Regions from separate parts of the Pan troglodytes genome. Here region 2 is linked to region 1. Evidence: chromatin contacts called from public Hi-C data. All regions are on one chromosome and are shown on one strand. The core of a region is the stretch at or near the end of the contact, and the rest is flanking DNA. Distances in the headings are between cores, read along the strand shown. Region 1 has its middle 18 kb from the start of SMIM34. Region 2 has its middle 51 kb from the start of KCNE1.

Region 1 (4,005 bases), core at 805-3,304:
TTTTATCACCCAGGCTGGAGGGCAGTGGTACGATCTTGGCTCACTGCAACCTCCACCTCCTGAGTTCAAGCGATTCTCCTGCCTCAGCCTCCTGAGTAGCTGGGAATACAGGCACCCGCCACCATGCCCAGCTAATTTTTGTTTTTAGTAGAGACGGGGGTTTCACCACATTGGCCAGGCTGCTCTCGAACTCCTGACCTCAGGTGATCCACCCACCTCTGCCTCCCAAAGTGCTGGGATTACAGGTGTGAACCACCGCGCCCTGCCACAAATGTCTTAAACAGATAGAAATATGCTCATCCTCACTCATAATCATATACATGCAAATTAAAATTATCAAGAGATTTCATTCAACTACCAGTAGATGAGTAAAGATCAACTGTAAAATGGGGCTACTCGCAGAGCCTCCTCCACAGTTTAGTTCATGTATCTAAGGCAGTGTCAGAATGGTGTCTGACACGGTGAAGCTCATAGAGGTCAGTTATTATTATTGGCATGCTTAAGGATAATTGGCATTATTAAGATGTATACCGTATATACCTTCTGTTCAGTCATTCATCTACTAAGAATTTGGGGGACTTAGGTATGAGCCTGTTTACAGGGCATAGTCATTGACCCATTGTCTCCATTGTTTGTAACAGCAAAAGATTGGAAACTACATAAATGCTCATTGAGAGAGAACTGATTAAAGAGAGTATGAAGATCCATGCAATGGGCTCCTGTGCAAGCATTGAAAGAAATAGGAAGTGGCCGGGCGTGGTGGCTCACACCTGTAATCCCAGCACTTTGGGAGACTGAGGTGGGTGGATCCTGAGGTCAGGAGTTCGACACCAGCCTGGCCAACATGGTGAAATCCTGTCTCTACTAAAAATACAAAAATTAGCAGGGTGTGGTGACGGCGAGGGGCCTGTAGTCCCAGCTACTAAGGAGGCTGAGGCAGAAGAATCACTTGAACCCATGAGGCAGAGGTTGCAGTGAGCCGGGATTGCACCATTGCACTCCAGCCCGGGCAGCAGAGTGAGACTCAAAAAAAAAAAAGAGAAAAAGAAAGAAAGAAAGAAAGAAAGAAAGAAAGAAAGAAAGAGAGGGAGGGAGGGAGGGAGGGAGGGAGGGAGGGAGGGAAAGGAAGGAAGGAAGAAAAGGAAAGGAAAGAAAAGGAAAGACAGGCATGGTGGTGCACACCTGTAGTCCCAGCTACTTGAGAGGCTGAGAGGGGAGGAGGCCTTGAGCCAGGAGTTTGAGGCCACAGTGAGCCGTATCACACCACTGCACTGCACTCCAGCCTGGGCAACATAGCGTGACCTTGTCTCAAAAAACAAAAGAACAATCTTCCATATGTTGCTAAATAGGGGGAAAATAAGTATGGTGCCCATTGGTGTGTGCCGTGTGCCATCATTTGTATATAAAAGCTGGATATTCTTGTATGTGCATAAAATATTTCTGAAAGGAGACATAAGAATCCCTTTATTACCTCTAGGCAGTATTTTAAAAAATGGTTTATTTGTTTATTTTTACTATGTGTCTATTATCTATTGAAAAGGTAAATTATTTTTTTAAGTGTCAAGAGTTTACAACAAACATATTAACTCTTTCAGGGAATCAGCTGTTTCTGTGAGAGTATGTTTGCAATTCTCGCTTCAAACATTTTATTAAATTGGTTTTAACTTCCATCTGTGTGCCTGATGTGCCTGATTTGCATCTTCTTGCAGGAATGTTCCCCTGTATAAGAGAAACAAGCTCTCCCTCTCTGCGATCTATTGAAAGTCAGCTCTCAACACAAGGTTTGTAAAATAATCATCATAATTTAAAAAAGAAAAGTTTTTTAGAAGAAAAAATAAAAGAAAAAAAGAAACATGCTGGCTCACAATCAGACAGCGAAGTAAACTGCATGTTCAAATTGTCCTGACTTTAACCCAAAAAGCCCTGTGAAATTCAGTGATTCAGTCTCCCTCTGTTTCAGCACCCCCGGCATTGCTGGTGTAGACCTGTAGGCTCTGGAAGCATGCTCCGAAGTCACTTTGGGACCTGCGGGATTCTTGCACCGCAGGGCTACGTAGTACCCATGGATGCTCTGCCCCCCTGTGGCGAGAAGCTTCCATAACAATGGGGCCACCGCCAAGGAGCCCCCACAGACGGATTCCCCGGGTGTCTAGGCCAAGGGTTTTCAATAGAGGGCGCCAATGAGGCAGCCGGGAGCTATGTACGGAATGGGAGCTATGTATGCTAGAAAGCATAACAACAGTCAGATCTGTGGATCTGACACATGCACATACGTAAGCAATTGTATATGAAAGCAGTCAAACAAGTAAGTGCTTAATTCTGGGCTTAGTGATAGTTACTTGTTAGCTTTTTTAAAAAACAAACAAACAAACAAACAAACAAATTCTGGTATTTTACATTTAGACAAAATTCTCCCAAAGAACCGTGGCATCTGTTGAGCCAGGGCCTGCCTCAGTCTGACTGAGGGAGTTCCCACGGTGCGTGGGAACCCGTGGCTCCTGTGCTTGGGTGCCCCAGAAAGTGCATCCGTAAGGCCATAGGGGGCCAAAGGGACCACATTTAGCCACATAGTCGAAAACTTCGGGATGATTCTAGAACAGAGGTCAGCACACTCTTTTCTGCAGAGAGACAGGTAGTAAATATTTTTGGATGTGTGGTCCATACGTTCTCTATCACAAGGACCCAACTCGGCCTTTGCAGCATGAATGCACCCATGAATAGTATTAATATAGAAACCAAGAGTGTGTCCGTGTTCCAATAACACTTTATTTACAAAAACAGGTGGTGGGTGTGGTGGTTAATACTGAGTGCCAGCTTGATTGGATACAAAGTATTGATCCTGGGTGTGTCTGTGAGGGTGTTGCCAAAGGAGATCAACATTTGAGTCAGTGGGCTGGGAAAGGCAGATCCACCCTTCATCTGGGTGGCCACCAACGAATCAGCTGCCAGCTCGGCTAGAATACAAGCAGGCAGAAAAATGTGAAAAGGAGAGACAAGCCTAGCCTTCTAGCCTCTATCTTTCTCCTGTGCTGGATGCTTCCCGCCCTGGAACATCGGACTCCAAGTTCTTCAGTTTTGGAATCAGACTGGCTCTTCTGGCTTCTCAGCTTGCAGACAGCCTATTGTGGGACCTTATGATTGTGTGAGTTAATACTTAATAGACTCCTGTTTATATTATGTGTGTGTGTGTGTATATGTGTGTGTGTGTGTGTGTATACACACATATACTGGAATATATATATACATATATACATATATACACATACATATATACACATATACATATATACACATATATACACATATACATATATACATATATACACATATACATATACATATATACATATATACATATACATATATACACAAATATATACATATACATATATACACATATACATATACATATATACATATATACATATACATATATACACATATATATACATATACATATATATACATATACATATATATATATACATATACATATATTCATTCCATTAGTTCTGTCCCTCTAGAGAACCCTGATGAATACAGTGGGCTACACACCTATTGGAATGGCCAAAACCCAGAACACTGACAACACCAAATGCTGGTAAGGATGTGGCATTTTTTATCCGCATTCATTGCTGGTGGTAATGCAAAATAGTGCAGCCAGTTTGGAACACAGTTTGGCAGCTCTTTACAAAACGACGTGTACTCTTACCATACGATCCAGCAACTATATTCCTAGGTATTTACCCAAAGGAGTTGAAAACTTGTAACCACACAAAAACTTGCACACAGATGCTCATAGCAAGCTTTTATTATTGCCCAAACTTGGAAGCAAACAAGATGTCCATCAGTAGGCGAATGGATAAATAAACTGTGGTGTATCCACACAGTAGAATATTATTCAGTGCTAAAAAGAAATGAGCTATCAAGACATGAAAAGACATGGAGGAAACTGAAATGCATATGACTGAGTGAAAGAAGCCCTTATGAAAAGCTACATACTGT
Region 2 (4,005 bases), core at 493-2,992, 72 kb after region 1:
GTTTAAAAACACCACAAATTCATCACCTTGGTTTCTGTGGGTCAAAACAACCCAAATTCATCATCTCGGTTTCCATGGGTCAGAACTGCAGGTACGGGTTGGCTGGGGTCTCTGCTCAGGGTCTCACCAGGTTGAAATCAAGGTGACAGCCAGAGCTGTGGTCTCATCTGAACTAATGCAGAACTCACCAGAGCACATGTAGTGTTGGTAGAATCCATTTCCTTGTGGTTGGAGGACGGAGGTGTCCTCTTCCTTGCTGGCTGTTGGCCGGGGGCCATCCTCAGCTCCTGGAGGCTGCCCTCAAGTCCTGGCCACATGGCCCCCCAGTCTCACCTTGTGGCAGCTCCAGGCCAGCAGGGGACACCACTGCTCCCTCCAGTGTCCTCTCAGGGTTCACCTGATTCAGTCAGGCCCATCAGGATAATCTTCCTTCTTTTTTTTTTTTAACTTTTTTTGTTGTTGTTTTTGAGACAGAGTCTCGCTCTGTCACCCAGGCTGGAGTGTAGTGGCCCAGTCTCAGCTCACTGCAAGCTCCGCCTCCCAGGTTCATGCCATTCTCCTGCCTCAGCCTCCCCAGTAGCTGGGACTACAGGTGCCCGCCACCATGCCTGGCTAATTTTTTGTAATTTTAGTAGAGACAGGGTTTCACCACATTAGCCAGGATGGTCTCGATCTCCTGACCTCATCATCCGCCCGCCTCGGCCTCTCCCAAAGTGCTGGGATTACAGGCGTGAGCCACCACGCCTGGCCCCTTTTTCAACTTTTATTTTAGGTTCAGGAGTACATGTGCAGGTTCATTATTGGGGTAAACTTGTGTCATGGGGGTTTGTTGTACAGATTATTTCGTCACCCAGGTACTAAACCTAGTACCCAGTAGTTATTTTTTTCTGATCCTCTTTCTCCTCCCACCCTCCACTCTCAAGTAGCCACTGTGTCTGTCAATCATCCTTCTTGATAAACTCAAAGTCAAACGAGCCCAGGTCTTACCTACATCTGCAAAATCAATTTTTCCTATAAAGGAATGTAATCACAGAAGCACTGTCCCACAGTAGTACGAGTGCTGAGCCGTTGTAGGCAGAGAGGGTTGTCCTGCCCACACTCAAGGGGAGAGAGTGCAGGGCCAGTTCACCCCTCATGCGGAAGTGGAAGTGCTGGGGGCTCACTTCGTGCTCTGCTCACCACAACTCCAAACTCACAACTTTATTCCCACCAATCCCGTCCCCTCCAGCCCAGGGGGCACACACTCCAGCAGGACTTCAGCTGAGCCCAGGGAACGCTTTGCTGACTGGTGATGAGGGACCTACCTCTTCACACCCATGACACCCACCCGCTGAGCCCCTCACCGGGGCTCCGAAGGCCCTGGTCAGGTCACCTCTGGTCTCACTTTCCATTCTCCCCTCCTTCCTCCCCTCCAGCCACAGGGTCCTTCTCGATGTGCCCAGACATGGTGGGTGCACACTTGTCTGACAGCCTCTCTTCTTTTCCCTTTGCTTGGAATGCTCTCTTCCCAGTTACCAAAGATACTCAAGCTCTCTCCCCAATTTCCTTCAGGCCCTTGCTCCAAAAGCTCCTTCCGGGTGAAGCCTCCCCTCCCATCCTCCTTAAAGCTTCAGCCTCTACCTGGGACACTTCCTCCCCCACTGCCTGCCTCCTTTAAACTCTCCTTAGTCCTCTTGCAGCCCACACAGCTCAACACAGGCAGGAGGGGGCGCTGCTGCCCTGGCTGGTGTGCAGCCGCCAGAGGCTGAAGCTCACTGACGTCTGTCTGGGGCCCAGGATCGCCTTCCTTGATTCCAGCTCTCTCAGGCTGTCAGGACCTGGCGCTGGGAGGCACTAGGCCATGCCCTGGCCTGAGGTCTTCTCTCTCCCTCTTTGCCCTGTGTCTCTGCAGGGGAGCCCGGCCCTGCCCCTGGGAGGGTGGGGGCAGACGTGTGGAGAGTGGGTGTACAAGGCCAGGGTTTGCCAGGCCCAGGACAGCCTGGCACCTGTCAATGGATGAGCGCCTCTCCCTTAGCCTGATGTCAGGGTGGGCATGAGGGTGGGAGCAGAGGGTGCCTAACTGAGGAAAGGGTCTGTGCAACCCCCTTCTCCTACCAGTTCTCGTTTCTGAAGGCTCCTCAAGCACACTGCGGTGTCCACACCATTGGCAGCAGGCTCCTTCTCTTCAGGTGGTCTTAGGAACTTCTCAGAACTTTTTGAGTTATCCTTCTGGTCTCTTCCTCCTGAGCACGGTTCTCCTGGTTGAGCTCCAGGCCATGCCATTCAACGCCCTCCAGGACAGGCCGAAGGGCTTGTCTGTTTGGTGGTTGCTAAGGTTTGAAAAAAGCCAGTTGGAAACTTAATCCCCAAAGCAACAGTGTTGGGAGGTGGGACCTAATGGGAGGTGTTTAGTCATGAGGGCTCCACCCTTATGAATGGATTCTCTCTCTCTTGTTCTCTCTCTCTCTCTCTCTTCCCGCCCTGCCCACCCCTCCTTCCTCACCCTTGTGATACCTTCCACCATGTCGTGGCAAGAAGGCCCTTGCCAGATGTGGCCCCTCCATCCTGGTCTTCCCAGTCTCCAGAACCATGAGCCAAATGCATTTCTGTCTGTTACAAATTATGTAGGGCATGGTTTTCTGTGATGAACACAGTGCTATACCAGGGCCCTCTTGCCAAGACAGCCAAGACAGCTTATAGGAGCCTGCATGTGAGGACCCGACGTCCTACAGAGCAGCAGTTAGAGGTCTGGCCTTCTGGATAGGCACTGCCCTGCCCTGCACACAGGACCTTGGTGGGGCATGATGGGGCTCTTCACCACGCTGCCCTCATTTTAGGAGGTGGGCAACCCTTTCTCCCCCTTCTCCATGTGCTTCTGCAGTTGGAAGAAGTGAGGGGGGTTCAGACACACTTAAGCTGAGCTTAGAGCAAAGCATGTCCCTCAAAGTGACCTTGCCACATGGCCTGAACCTAGAATTCCCCTGACCAGGGTGGACAGCCATCACCATGGGCCTGTCTGCCTGGCCTTGTATGGCTCTCCTTCGAACTCACCTAGACCCTTGCATCAAAGGACTCGGGGACTCTGCTGCAGTCATCCTAGCACGGTCGAGAGGAGTAGGAAGGTGCCCAGTGGCTCAGCCTTTAAGGAGGTCTATTGGTCACCATTGCTTCTGCCTTCTTGAGAACCATCACCCTCGGAGGATCCGGTAGTGTATCCCAGTCAAGTGTCAAATGCGTTGTTCCCTGGAGAGGAAGACTTATTTCCAGAAAGTACTCTGACGTTTTGTAATTTGTGATTTCTATCACTGGCTCAGTGGCCTACCCACTGCTCAGCTCATGTGGCATGACCAGGCTGGGGCGTCGGGCCATCTTGTTCTCTGGGTGTGTGGCAACACTGGTTTATGGCGTAATTTCCTTCCTGAGAAGAAATTCAGTAATTTCTAATATTCAGAGCTTTAGGTAGAGGCCTGAAAATCACTCTCCATGCCTCTTTCAGTATTTTATATATAGTCATCTCTTGGTATCCATGGGGTTTGGTTCCAGAATCCCCTGCAGATACCAAAATTTGCGAATGTTCAAGTCCTTTATATATAGTGGCATAGTATTCGCATATAACCTATGCATATCAGCCAATCATAGATGGTGATTTAAATCATCTCTTGATTACTTCTAACACCTAATACTATGTAAATGCTTTGTAAGTAGTTGTTACCTGGCATTTTTTATTTGTTTTATTTTTGTTGTTGTTTCATTAATTTTATTTTATTTTTGGAATATTTTCAGTCCATTGTTGGTTGAATCCACAGATGCAGAAGCCTTAGACACAGAGGGCCGACCACACCTATGTATGCTGTTCTTAAAGTAGCAACATATTTGTTCTGAACATAGAAGAAATTCGTCATCTATTAGACTTTAAGGGAGTAAATATGGTCCAAGTTGATTTTTAAATTTAGCAAATGGTCATAGACATATCAGCATCTTACAGAAAATATTTATTGGAATGCTCACTCTCTCATTTGGGATACT

The links. Hi-C and Micro-C count contacts between places; a contact is called where the count stands out from the background.
Region 2: a Hi-C map of induced pluripotent stem cells shows a contact between it and region 1, with 2.5 times the contacts expected there. The contact joins two enhancer-like sites. A contact is called at or near these places in 3 of 7 Hi-C or Micro-C datasets (induced pluripotent stem cells and stem cell-derived neural progenitor cells).

The regions. Positions count from the first base shown.
Region 1 is chr22:35,149,722-35,153,726 of NHGRI_mPanTro3-v2.0_pri, forward strand. No RefSeq gene overlaps it. Among named protein-coding and RNA genes, the nearest start is that of SMIM34, 18 kb to the left of the region's middle. Within about 2 kb of position 2,055, at least 1 of the 24 cell types and tissues checked has an H3K27ac peak or open chromatin away from gene starts, as enhancers often do. A contact at or near this core is called in induced pluripotent stem cells, where this site is marked.
Region 2 is chr22:35,222,344-35,226,348 of NHGRI_mPanTro3-v2.0_pri, forward strand. No RefSeq gene overlaps it. Among named protein-coding and RNA genes, the nearest start is that of KCNE1, 51 kb to the left of the region's middle. Within about 2 kb of position 1,743, at least 4 of the 24 cell types and tissues checked have an H3K27ac peak or open chromatin away from gene starts, as enhancers often do. A contact at or near this core is called in induced pluripotent stem cells, where this site is marked.